Regions from separate parts of the Triticum aestivum genome. Here region 2 is linked to region 1. Evidence: chromatin contacts called from public Hi-C data. All regions are on one chromosome and are shown on one strand. The core of a region is the stretch at or near the end of the contact, and the rest is flanking DNA. Distances in the headings are between cores, read along the strand shown. Region 1 holds the start of LOC123139339 (GATA transcription factor 5). Region 2 holds the start of LOC123137784 (kinesin-like protein KIN-7C).

Evidence for each region. Hi-C and Micro-C count contacts between places; a contact is called where the count stands out from the background.
Region 2: a contact with region 1 is called in a Hi-C map of leaf, with 5 times the contacts expected there. The contact joins the promoter of LOC123137784 here to the promoter of LOC123139339 in region 1. A contact is called at or near these places in 3 of 5 Hi-C or Micro-C datasets (all in leaf).

Annotation. Positions count from the first base shown.
Region 1 is chr6B:522,664,224-522,670,006 of IWGSC CS RefSeq v2.1, reverse strand. It overlaps LOC123139339 (GATA transcription factor 5), which reads left to right and starts at 2,342. Exons shown (of 4, transcript XM_044559141.1): 1 at 2,342-2,650; 2 at 4,168-4,431; 3 at 4,567-4,860; 4 at 4,958-5,783. The coding sequence starts at 2,342. The coding sequence ends at 5,716.
Region 2 is chr6B:522,854,328-522,860,110 of IWGSC CS RefSeq v2.1, reverse strand. LOC123137784 (kinesin-like protein KIN-7C) reads right to left here and starts at 2,560. Exons shown (of 14, transcript XM_044557629.1): 1 at 2,265-2,560; 2 at 1,406-1,699; 3 at 927-1,016; 4 at 737-837; 5 at 535-648; 6 at 366-447; 7 at 209-276; 8 at 33-98. The coding sequence starts at 1,652.

The DNA.
Region 1 (5,783 bases), core at 1,093-3,592:
GTGTGCTGGATCCCGGTCCTTGCCGGATGGGGGTTCTATTTTAGATGTTTTTCTGGGTTTTGTTAGGGTTTGTGTCCAGCTTAGGAAGGACAAACAGCAGCGGCTCCCTGAAGATGGAATAAGGTTCCCCGCCTAGGCCCCGACACAGTGGTGCATAGCATCATCGGAGGGCGTGTGGAGGTGTGTCTCCGGTGAATCTCGCGGGATTCGATCGGTGCTTGTCTTTGGCAGATCTACTCAGATCCGGTCTTCGTTCGTCTACGTTCATGTGTCTTTAGGGTGGATCCTTTCGATATATGCATCTTTTCATCGGCGACGGTTGCTGGTCTGGTGCCCTGGTCCTATGGGGCCTTAGCACTACGACTTCCCGGCTATCTACTACAACGAGTTTTGCCCGGGACCGGAGAGAGATGAGCGATGACGGCGGTGCGCCTTCGGCTCGCTTCAGTGCTTGTAGTCGTTGCTATGGTCTATCAAACTGGATGTAGTTTTTATTATTTCTGGTGTTCATTGTACCGCCATGATTGAATATGAATAGCTTGGAATTTTTCTCACAAAAATAATCCTCTTTGAGCAGTCCCTAGTTTCGCTGAAAAAATCGTGCAGGAAAGCCATCTAGATAGCCGTCTTTTATTAATGGTTTGCATGATTAATATCTTTATGAGTTTTCCTCCATGTGTTTCGAGCCTCATTTTTTTAGCGATCCAATGCACCCCATCTTTGTCTATGTTGTCTCCCTTCATTCCTCCAAAAATAATGTGTTTATTTTTAATGCACTATCCAAGTGCATCACATGCAACATTCATATCTTGTGAGATCTTTTAAGAGATCATGTAGATGCACTTTGATTCGCAGCTGAAAAGCTGACGTTAAATTTTTAACATTTAGGACAGTAATTTTAGAGGATGCGATCATTATGATCTTCTCTTGATAATTTGTTTGATTTGTGTTTCATTGTAGGAGTTCTCTATAAAAGTTTTTCTGCATGACTTCACTGCACTATAATTATCGAAAAACGCTTTCGCCCCGTTTTATATATAAAGCAAAGATCATCAACAAATCCGGTACAAACGCACGCCAACACAACACACACATCCAAGGCAGGATACAAAGATGCTGTGCGCAATAACACCACCCCTAACACTACAAGAGCAACCGGAGATCTCGGCCGTGACCACGCCACCGCTAAGAGGTGAAGCCGCATATGGCGAACCGTGTGCTTCAAGGCGGCGCCTTCAGAAAGGGAACGACACTGGAGCGCCGCCACCGCCCGACACGAGGGTCAGGGTTTCCCCTGGAGAAACACAACGGGCAATGAAGGCCGCGACGACGCCTTCAAGAAGGAAGTGAGTCGCCGCCGCCGGTCCGTCCAAAGATAGAGCAGGTTTTCACCCCGCCCAACAATCACCACCACCGAACGTCACACCCAGGTAACCATGCCGCCCACAAGGCCATGGTTCACCAGGCAGCACCAAGCCACGGGCTCTGCCCGTGAGCACCGCGCTCCCACCACCAGGGCCGCCGCCCTGGCATCAAAGACCTTGACACCACCTCACCCGAGACCCGCCGCTACTCCAACCAAAGAGACGAGTGGAAAGGTCCCGTCTTTCGCACCCCTGGGCGACCCCCATCGCCGAGACCCAAGAGGTCGGCCGAAACTGGCCTCCATAGACCTGTCCTGCTGCACCGGGCGCGAGACGGGCTCAGTCCTGCTGCCGGACGCGAGACGAGGTCGGTCCTGCTGCCAGGCGCGAGACGAGATCGGTCCTGTTGCCGGGCGCGAGACGAGCTCGGTCCTACTGCCGGGCACGAGACGAGATCAGTCCCGCAGCACCAGACGCGAGACAGGCGATGGACCGCAGCTGGGAGAGGGCCAGCCCTTTGACGAAGGTAGCGTCCGAACGCCGAGGAGAGGAATCGAAGGCCACAACAAGCCGCTTCCCGACGGGCCGACGCCGGAGATGTCCGTCCGCCGCCGTGAAACGACCCAAACCACCGCCGTGAGCCACCACCACGCCGTGGCAGCCCACATCCATGCCGGGACCCCGAGGGACAGCCCCGAGCCGCCCTGCAGCGGCTGAGGTGCGCCGCTGAGGTCGCAGCCCGCCCCCGCGCCGCCCGTCTGCGCCAGATCCCAAACCGGGAGCCGCCGCCGCCACGAGCACGCCAGCCAACGCGCAGCCTGCGCCCCAGCCCCGCCGCCACCTCCCGCACCATGACGAAGCACATCGGAGTCGGGTCCGGCCGGACCTGACCAAGGACGCCCCACCGCGACCAACGTAAGAGAGCCCACCTCCCGCGCCGCCTGGATCCCGCGACACCAGTGCGCTCCACCGCCCCCATGCAGCCCTCCGCACCACCAGGAGACGCCCAGCACCGCCGCCAGTCGCCTCCACAGCACCGCCGCGCCGTCCCGCACCACGACGCGCCCCGACCTGATTGGATCTGCCCGCGGCAGCCCCACCACGCAAGGGGGAGAAATCGCCCTGCCGGCCGCCGGGCTTTGCCCGCCAGCGCGAGCAGGCGGCGGCGAGGAGGGAGGAGGAGAAGGAGGACTGCTGGTGGGGGGCGGCTAGGGTTCCTCCCCTGCCGCCCGCGGGAGCGACAGAGGGAGGAGCGACAGAGGGAGGAGCAGCATTTATCCAGAGTGGTAGCTTTTTCACTGCACTACAATTATAGGATAGGTTTCATTGACTCAAAGACCTTGTTAAGATCCTTGATTTTTCATGGCGCAACAAACATATTTTGGTGCAAATTCACAACGACAACATCTAAGTGTCCATGATATTTTTTTTTTGAACATCAGTACATACACAAAGCGCTCATATACACGCGCATACACTCACCCATATGAACAGACATACGCACACCCTACCCCTATGAGCACCTCCGAAAGACTGAGCCGACATATCATTTTGAGATTTACGAAGTTACCATAAACGCTTCGTCGTCGACGGGAACGTCTCCTCCCACTGAATGCGCATAGCCGGAAATCCTGAAATAAATTCAGGAATAAATGCGAGCATCAGGATTTGAACCTGGTGGGTTGGGGATACCACAGTCCCTCTAACCATCCAACCATAGGTTGGTTTGCAAGTGTCCATGACATTGCAATCTACTAGTGTTTACCCTATTGATGTGTTTTGGTACATCTTAATACACCTTGATAGACGGTTCTACATACCCTACTAGTACTATCCAAACAGATCTCCACTCGGTCAAATATGGAGCAGAAGATTTGTTAACCCGATTTGGCAAGCCGAATTTGTGATTTCATTAGTTATTGCACACGCGATGCATGCTGCTTGCACCACAACGGCAACGAATAAACACCGAACATGGCGAGCACGGCATTGCTTGACGCGATGGTTTATTACTCGCCTGAAGCGGACAAATTCACTGTTTTGCCCTTTTTTAAAAATAATAATAATTCAGCACGATCTTTTTTTTTTGAAAATAACTTCAGCACGATCTGAAGCGGCGAACAACTCAGATTTTTCGAAACAGTATTTGCTCCCAACGAACAGAGGGAAAGGACCCGCAGGCCCATCACGAGTCCACACCGGCCCCTGTGCAACCCGTAGTAATCAATCGCCCCAACCGGCTTACTCACCGACGCAAAAGTTGCAAGCAAAATAATATAATCACACAAACTGCCCCGGCGAATAAACTGCTGCCGCGCGCAGTGCGCGAATCTGTTCTAGATTCGCTCATTTCGGGGAGTACATGTATTTTCGGAAAGGAGACTGTCAGATAAGAGAAAAAAAGAAAAAGCATCACTTCACTTAAAATAAACCACTACAAAAAATAGTGGCAATATCGGCATGAGTCAAGCTTAGAGATGCTCGGCAACATGTTTATTAAGCTGTAATATGTATTCCTTCCGTCCCATAATATAAGAATATTTTTAACACTAATATAATGTTAAAAACACTTTTATATTATGGGACGGAGGGGGTAGAAAATAATACCTATTTACATAGATCAGGTGGTGAAATGGTATCATTACATCTGTCAGCTAAATATTTTAATAGACCCCCACCACACACACGCACATTTTTTTAATATATATTCATCCGGGAACTAGCACCCAAAAGCATCATAACGAATGGAGTAAGAATATATATATGACTATTGACCGGTAGTATTCTGTTTTTTTTTTGACAGGAAAAAGAAATGGGGTGGAGCAACGTGATTGAGGGAGAGCAAAGCGGGAGAAAACAACACAACAGTGCATTTGTTGCGGACACGGACTTTGGCAGCCATTCAATGACCCACCAGACACTCATCTCTTCCGCCCCTGCTGCCGCTGCCTTTTCCTCTGCTCCTCACCTCCTCCACGCCTCCCTCCCTACCCTTTCCCCCTCCTACTCCTCTGCAGCCGCCTCCGCCATGTCGTCGTCGTTCGCGCACCACCACGGCTCCCTGCAGGTAAATACATAGCCTCTCTGTGCTGAGACGTGTGTGTGTGTGTGTGACGGTTTCTAGCAAGAGAGAAGGTGGTTCTCTTCTCTAGAGGGAACTGACGAGAGCTTGCTCTCCTGCTTTCTGTGGGTGCGGTTTCAGGCGGAGAGGATGTCCGCGCTGAGGAGTAGCCTCAGGCCGTGCGAGGCAGCCGAGGAGGTGGCGGCCGCCGTGGTCGCTGGGCCGGCGCCGTGGGGAGCCGGGCTGCTGGGTGACGGCTTCTCGGTGGAGGAGCTCCTAGACCTTGAGGAGCTCTGCGAGGTGGACAAGGAAGGCGGCTTCCTCTGCGAGACGGCGCCGGCCGCCGAGGAGGACGAAAAGTGCAGTGACTCCCACGGGTCGTCGGCGGTCTCCTACGAGCTCATGCCGCTTATTCCGCCGGAGATGGACCTGCCGGTAAGACGTTTCACCTTTTTCTTTGCCTTTCTCCGGCCAGACGGCGCTATTTTAGGTTTCCAGCGTTATTCATTTCTTTTGCGTGCTTTCTGTGTAGGCCCACGACGCGGAGGAACTGGAGTGGGTGTCGGGTATCATGGACGACTCGCAAGCAGAGCTCCCGCCGCCGCCGCAGCTCCCAGCGCCAGCGGCGTGGCCACCGCAGCACCGCCAGCCGCAGGAAAGCACCGTGCCGGCCGTGGACCCTATGCGGACCCCGACCATATGCGCGCTTTCCACGGAAGCGCTGGTGCCGGTGAGGTCCAAGAAGCGCAGCAAGCGCTCGCGCGGCACCACCGTATGGTCGCTCTCCGGCGCGTCCATATCCGACTCGGCGTCGTCGTCCGCCACCAGCTCCTCCTGCTCCTCGTCGGCCTCCCTGTCGTCCTTCTTCCTGATGGACTCCCCCACCTTCAACCTCCTGGACGAACCGCCACGCACCAAGAGCAAGAGCAAGAAGTCGAAGCACAAGGCCAAGAAGCGCGGGCGCAAGCCAAAGAGCCACCTCCCGCCGCAGCTGTCGGGCGGCGCCGCCTCCCCGCCCGGGCAGGGCGACCGGCGCTGCAGCCACTGCGGCGTGCAGAAGACGCCCCAGTGGCGCGCGGGGCCAGAGGGCGCCAAGACGCTGTGCAACGCCTGCGGCGTCCGCTTCAAGTCGGGGCGGCTCCTCCCGGAGTACCGGCCGGCGTGCAGCCCCACGTTCGTGGGCAACCTGCACTCCAACTCCCACCGCAAGGTGCTGGAGATGCGCCGCAAGAAGGACCCCGTCCCCGTCGTCATCGAGGCCGCAGCCGCGCCGGCCGTGGCCTCGTTCTAGCCGCCCCTCCCCGCGGCGGCTAGTGTACATCTTTTTCGGCCGTGTCGTTGATTAGTCTGTTGTAACG
Region 2 (5,783 bases), core at 1,311-3,810, 190 kb before region 1:
ATAAACTTAACAAACTGTGGCGTCTTTCTTACCACACTAGCCACAAGGGTAGTTGACTTGTCCTTTCCTAAGAATTCACGAGCAGAACTTTCAACAGTCTGAATTGGTAGATGAACATTAAACGGTCAGCAAACATGCACACATCTATGACGAATGGGACACATATACATCAAAGTATTTCGTAAATATAATCAAGTTAAGGACAAACCAATTTAAGTATTTGATGTGATCTGGAGCTTTTTTCATTTAAGAAGGTCTCCCCCGTTCTCCTTTGAGCTATTACAATCACGTAAAGCACAAATGAGAACATACAATAACCATTAGTTACACAATATGCAAGCTGCTATTAGTAAGCAATATTGAACCTTCGCAAACGGAAATAAGCCCCTTGAGGTGGTTCCAGTCCCTTAATATAACCTCCGTAAGATTCTCCACGTAGGTGCCTTTCTGTAGAATAAACATCACTAAACCGGTTAGCAAACATGAGCATAACATACTCAAGGTTAACAATGCTGAAAAAGAACATATTATTACCTCTGCATCATCCCAAAGTCTAAGAGGAGTATTTTCTGCACTCAGAAGATCCCTAACAACTTCATTATATATTTCAATTGCTGAGAACTTCAACACGAATGCTCTCTCCTCATGCTGAAAAGGAAACACTGGTTTGAGGACTTTGTAACAACCGAGACCAAAACTTGGCCATGGAAGCTATGGTTGGCTGGGAGTTGATCACCTTGTTAATATAATCATATATATCTGCTACTGTGCATTCTGTCACTCCAGTCATAGTGTATGTCTTTCCACTACTTGTTTGCCCGTACGCAAAAACACTTGCTGAGAGAGAAGACACACTCTGATTTAGTTCAAATGCTATTATGTTTCACAATTTTCGACTCACAAGCTTTTGTTTAGTTTGCACTCACAGTTAATGCCACCAACTACAGAGAGGGCAACTTCCTTGACCCCTTCCTGGTAGACTTCTTTCGTACTGCACTCAGAATGAAATACCCTGTCTGCAAATACAAGAGATTTATGTTTAAAAACGATACACGTTAGGAAAATGGAACCAAACTATACTAGTATTACCAACTAATGACCACAACTTACCTGAGATACTTACATAGCAATTGAACACATTGGAATGATTTAAACAGTAAGTTAACAATAGATAAAGCCATAATCACTATGCAGTGATATAAACGTCAAGTATACATGAAATTGTGTAGGGAAATATGATGTTTGAGTGTTGCTTCTAAGAGCAGTTGTAGTACTCTACATCAGGTGTTATGAAAAATGTTCCCAAAAAGCAGTAGTACAAACTAATTAACCATATTGAAGAACCAGAGCAATGAAAAAACACAAAAGATGTAAGCATGAAAAGAGCAGAACACAGCTCACTAACCAAATGTGTATGCGGTTGGAGCCGTGGGTCGATCCGGGAAGGTACTCCGGAACATGATGGTGGTGTCATTGATGCACTCCCACTCGGCAGGCTCACCCCTTGCAATCTCCTTGTCACTCAGCGGCCTCACCCTCACTAACACCTGTATCCTATCCAGGCTTCCTGCGCCACTCCCACCGCCATTCACCACCTCCGCCCCATTCATCTTGTCCCACTGCACGGACTCGTTGCCTCCAATCGCCCCCATTCGCTCTCCCACTTACCTGCCCCGTCCAGCACCTCTCCCTACACCATCTGCCAGAAATGCGCCATTATAAGACCACAGCCAAGAAGCAAGGCACATATGATACGTACACGAATAAAGAAGAAGCAGACAAGAAGCCAACACGGCAGGGGATGCACGAATCTGTCCTGTCCCAGTGGATTTGAGTGCCGGGCAAGGCTGTTGACGAGCTTGCTGCTGCTGCTGCGGGTGGAGGAGAAGGCAAGCATTTTTATGTGGACCCTTGGCTACCAGTAATTACGCGCATCATCAGGGTTCAGGACAGTGGTTAGCATGTCCGATGGCCGGATACAACCGGAGAACCACCGATAATGCCAAATCTATGGCGCCCCTGTCACGCTAACCATCCTCCTTCCCGAGGAATTCGCAGTTATTAGCAGATCTGCACGAAGCAATCGCCTGACCTAAGCACTCCCTAACAACCGGAACAGTAGCCCCAGCAGGCTCACATCGACGTCGCCACCAACCAGCCGCAACAGCAGCTCTCCTCTCCTCTCCTCTCCTCCCCTCTGGTGACCAGTAATGCTCAAGCAATAGCATAATAAAGGAAAAGCGGGTGAGTTATTAATAACATACCGAGGCTTGGCGAAGACGGGCGGCTCCGGCAGGCGAGGAAGCGACGTTTCTCCGGACGGCGGCGGCCATGGCTCGGGCGATTTCTGGCGGGGGATTCGCAGGGGAGTGGGGGGTTTTGGAGTCGTGAGGTGGGGGGGGGGGGTCTGGGAGTGGCGCCGACCTCACCGCGTGCGACTGCTCCCCACGACGATCGATTTGGGGGAGAGAAGGGTCAGGAGTGTGGGAGACGGTGGCTCGATCTTTTTTTCCTTTTTTTTTTCTTTTTCTTTCTGCCAACCCCAGGAGACCGTTGCTTGGATTCCTCTGTCCCCTCTCTCCCGGGGATCGTTTTCAATGATCTTGCTTAGTGGGCGCTTTTGCACGCAGGCCCTTTATGTTTTATATATGTTGTTTCAGTTAAGTGCTTTCCACTGCACGTATTCGCAAACGCTGTACGCCCGTATACTGCGCCGTATTGTACGTACGAGCAAGCAGCTACTGGTAGCGAAATCGATCCAAGAGTAATGAATCACTCGGATGGTATGCTTGCCGAAATCTCAGCGCACGCAGAACCGGATACGTACGAGGGACGGGACAAGGGATGCCGGGGGAGTAAAGAAGGGAACATCCATGATACGTGCCGTGTATTTATCTCGGCAAGTTAATGCGGCGTGGAAATTTCGTGCGGGGGACAGACGGACAGTGCGGCGAGCAAATTCAAATGCTTGGCCGTTCTGACTATAGTGAGCGGTGGACCGCGTCTGAAGGTGGCCGGTGAACATCGGAGAATTGCTCACCACTAAGGGCATCTCCAGCCGTTTGGCCCCCCAGGGCGCCTAAATAGAGCGGCCTGAGGCGTGCCGGCGCTAGTTCGGTCCCTGGGGGCGACCTAGGTCCCAGTCACGTCCCCCACGCGCCGGCCCCAGGATGCGGGAAATTCAAACTTGGTCGTTCCCGTTCTCAAAAGACGCCGCAAATCCGGCGGTCGGACGTAGTCTGGCGTTACAAAAAACAGAGGGGCGCCGTGCGCAACGAATCACTCGGCTTGGTCGGCTCCAGGCGTTGGCGGAGTCGGCGTGCGCGGGCTCGTCGGTGCCGGACCTGCTCCGTCGCAGGGCTGCGTCGGCGCGGCTTCGGCACTGCTGGGCGGCGATGTAGAGGCGCCGTCCGGGCTTGGCGCCGTGTGATCGTGGGCGTCATCGGCGTCGTCGGCGTTGCCGTCGGCAGCTCGTTCAGGATGAGGCCGCGCTGCACCAGGTACCACGCCTTGAGCTTCTCGTCGTTGCTCTGGAGCATGTCCGCCCCGCTCATCAGAAAAGCCATGTCGGTGTTCCTCTTCTTCGCGGCGACGTTCGTCCGGAGCAAGTCGAGCTTGATGGCGTTGTTCTTCATAAGCGACGACCACCGCGCCTTGGTCTTCTATTCGCGTAGGACGGTCCGAGCCTGGGCGTCGGCGAGGCAATGCTCGATGGACTCCTGCACTCGCGTGGTTGCCGCGTCGGCGCTTTTCCCCTTCTTTGCCAACTTGTGGCCGTCCGGCCGTCCCTCTGACGCGCCCGGAGTCGACGCGTCTGGCTTGTATGTCTCCTTGGCCTTATCGAGGGCACGCCGGACTTCCGCCCACTTCTCGCACTTGTCAATGCGCTTGTAGACGTGGAGGTGCTTGAAGTCGGCGTCTTGGTTGTCGCCCCGATACATGGCGAACATACGCAGCAGCTGCGCGGAGAGACAAACAGTTGGCGGGCGGCGGGCGTAGGGGACGAAGATATGCGGGCGAACGGCGTGCGTACCTGATCCTCAATGCTGGCGCCGCTCTCCGGGCGAGCCGCGACCTCCTCGACGATTCCATGCCATTTGTTGCACGCCAACTGGATACGCCCCCAATGGTTCGCCATCGCCTTGGAGCCGCGCTGCATGTACACGCCTTTGAAGTAGGGGTCGACGAGCTTTTGCTCGTCGAACTCGGCCTTGATGCGGTCCCAGTACGTGTCCAAACTCTGGTTCGCGTCGGTGGTCGGGTCGAGGCAGACGACTTTCCATGCTTCGGCGAGGCATTCCTCCTCCTTGGACGTCCACTTGATGCGCGGTTCGCCTGACCTAGCCGCCCGCTTCTTCTTCTTCTGGCGCCCCTTCGTCGGAACAGGAGCCGGTTCCTCCTCCTCCTCCTCCTCGTCCTCCTCCTCCTCGGGTTCCTGCGCGTCGTCGCCGTAGACGTGGCCGAGCTCGGCCTCCATGTCGCCGTTGAGGTCCACTACCTCGTCCTGGGTGGCGAACCCGGGAGACTCGGCGGCCGCGGTCGATCCTGTCGCGATGATGTCGTCCATGTCGGCTCCTGTGTCGTCGGTGTCACCGAGGTGCGAGAAGGGTAGTGGTCCGCGGTAGAGATGGGGCGTCAGTGTGGACGCATAGGAGGCGGGCAGCGAGTAGTTGTATGGAGGGTACTGCACGCCGACGAAGGCGGGCGATGGCGTGCGCGTAGCGGGGTGACCATGAGGGAAGGTCGCGTTTGGGTTGAACCCGCCATGCGCGTCGCCGTCGGCGTAGCCGGGCGATGATGAACCCCATGGAGATCCGGCGCCTTGCTGCCCCCAGGGCGCGTACTGGGCCTGGCCGACGACGGGTGGATTCTTCCCCGCCTGGTCGACCGATGAGGAAGACGCCACCGCGCGTGCCGCGGGCCTTCTTGGCTATGGCCATGTTCCGCTTGTCGGCGGTGACCGCTTCGCGCCACTGAACTTCCACCCTTCACTCGGCGTTCGACGGGCCCGGTGGCTTCGATGGCGGGCCACGGTTGCCGCCGCGCGCGGCATGGCGTACTTCTTCGGCGGCATGGCGTGCTTCTTCGCGGCGAGCGGGAGGGGGTTTGGCGGGAGAAAGGCGAGTGAGCGGGAGAAAGGGATAGAATGGCGGGAGGAAGGCGAGCGAGCGGGAGAGATGCGAGGGAAAAGCGTCAAGAAACGGCGGGAAAAGACCCTCGGGTCGCTTCCAGGGCGGGCCCATGCGTCCTTTTCGCTTGCGCCGGCTCCCCAAGCGCCCCCCAGGGCGCCGGGTTCGGCCTAGGTCTGTCGGCACCAGTTTTGGCCCGAGCCGGTGAAAAACGGGTTTCTGGGGGCGCGACTGGGGCCTTTTTTTTGTTGCTGGCGACAAAATCGTCTGGGGAAGGCCTGTTGGGGGCGCGGCTGGAGATGCCCTAACGTACGAGTATGATTGAGGGTGTGCAGCTCTAGCTTCAGCCGACACCACCTTAACAACGGCTATAATTTGGCCTCTTGTTATTTTATATAAACGCGAACGGTTTATTCTAGACAATCGGCTAATGTATCATATGGTGCCTTCTTTTTATTGCGGAATATCTGAAGTCAACTTTATCCGTATGTTAAGTTTAGTCCAAAATTAGTTGTTTTTTTCTTGGAAGTTTCTTCAGGCGATAAAATAAAATGGAAAACCGTGTCCGCAATGCATAATTTCTGGAGTCAACTTATCCATTTGTTAAGATATAAGTTCGAAAATTAGTTATTTTCACGGTGCAAAAAAGGTCTT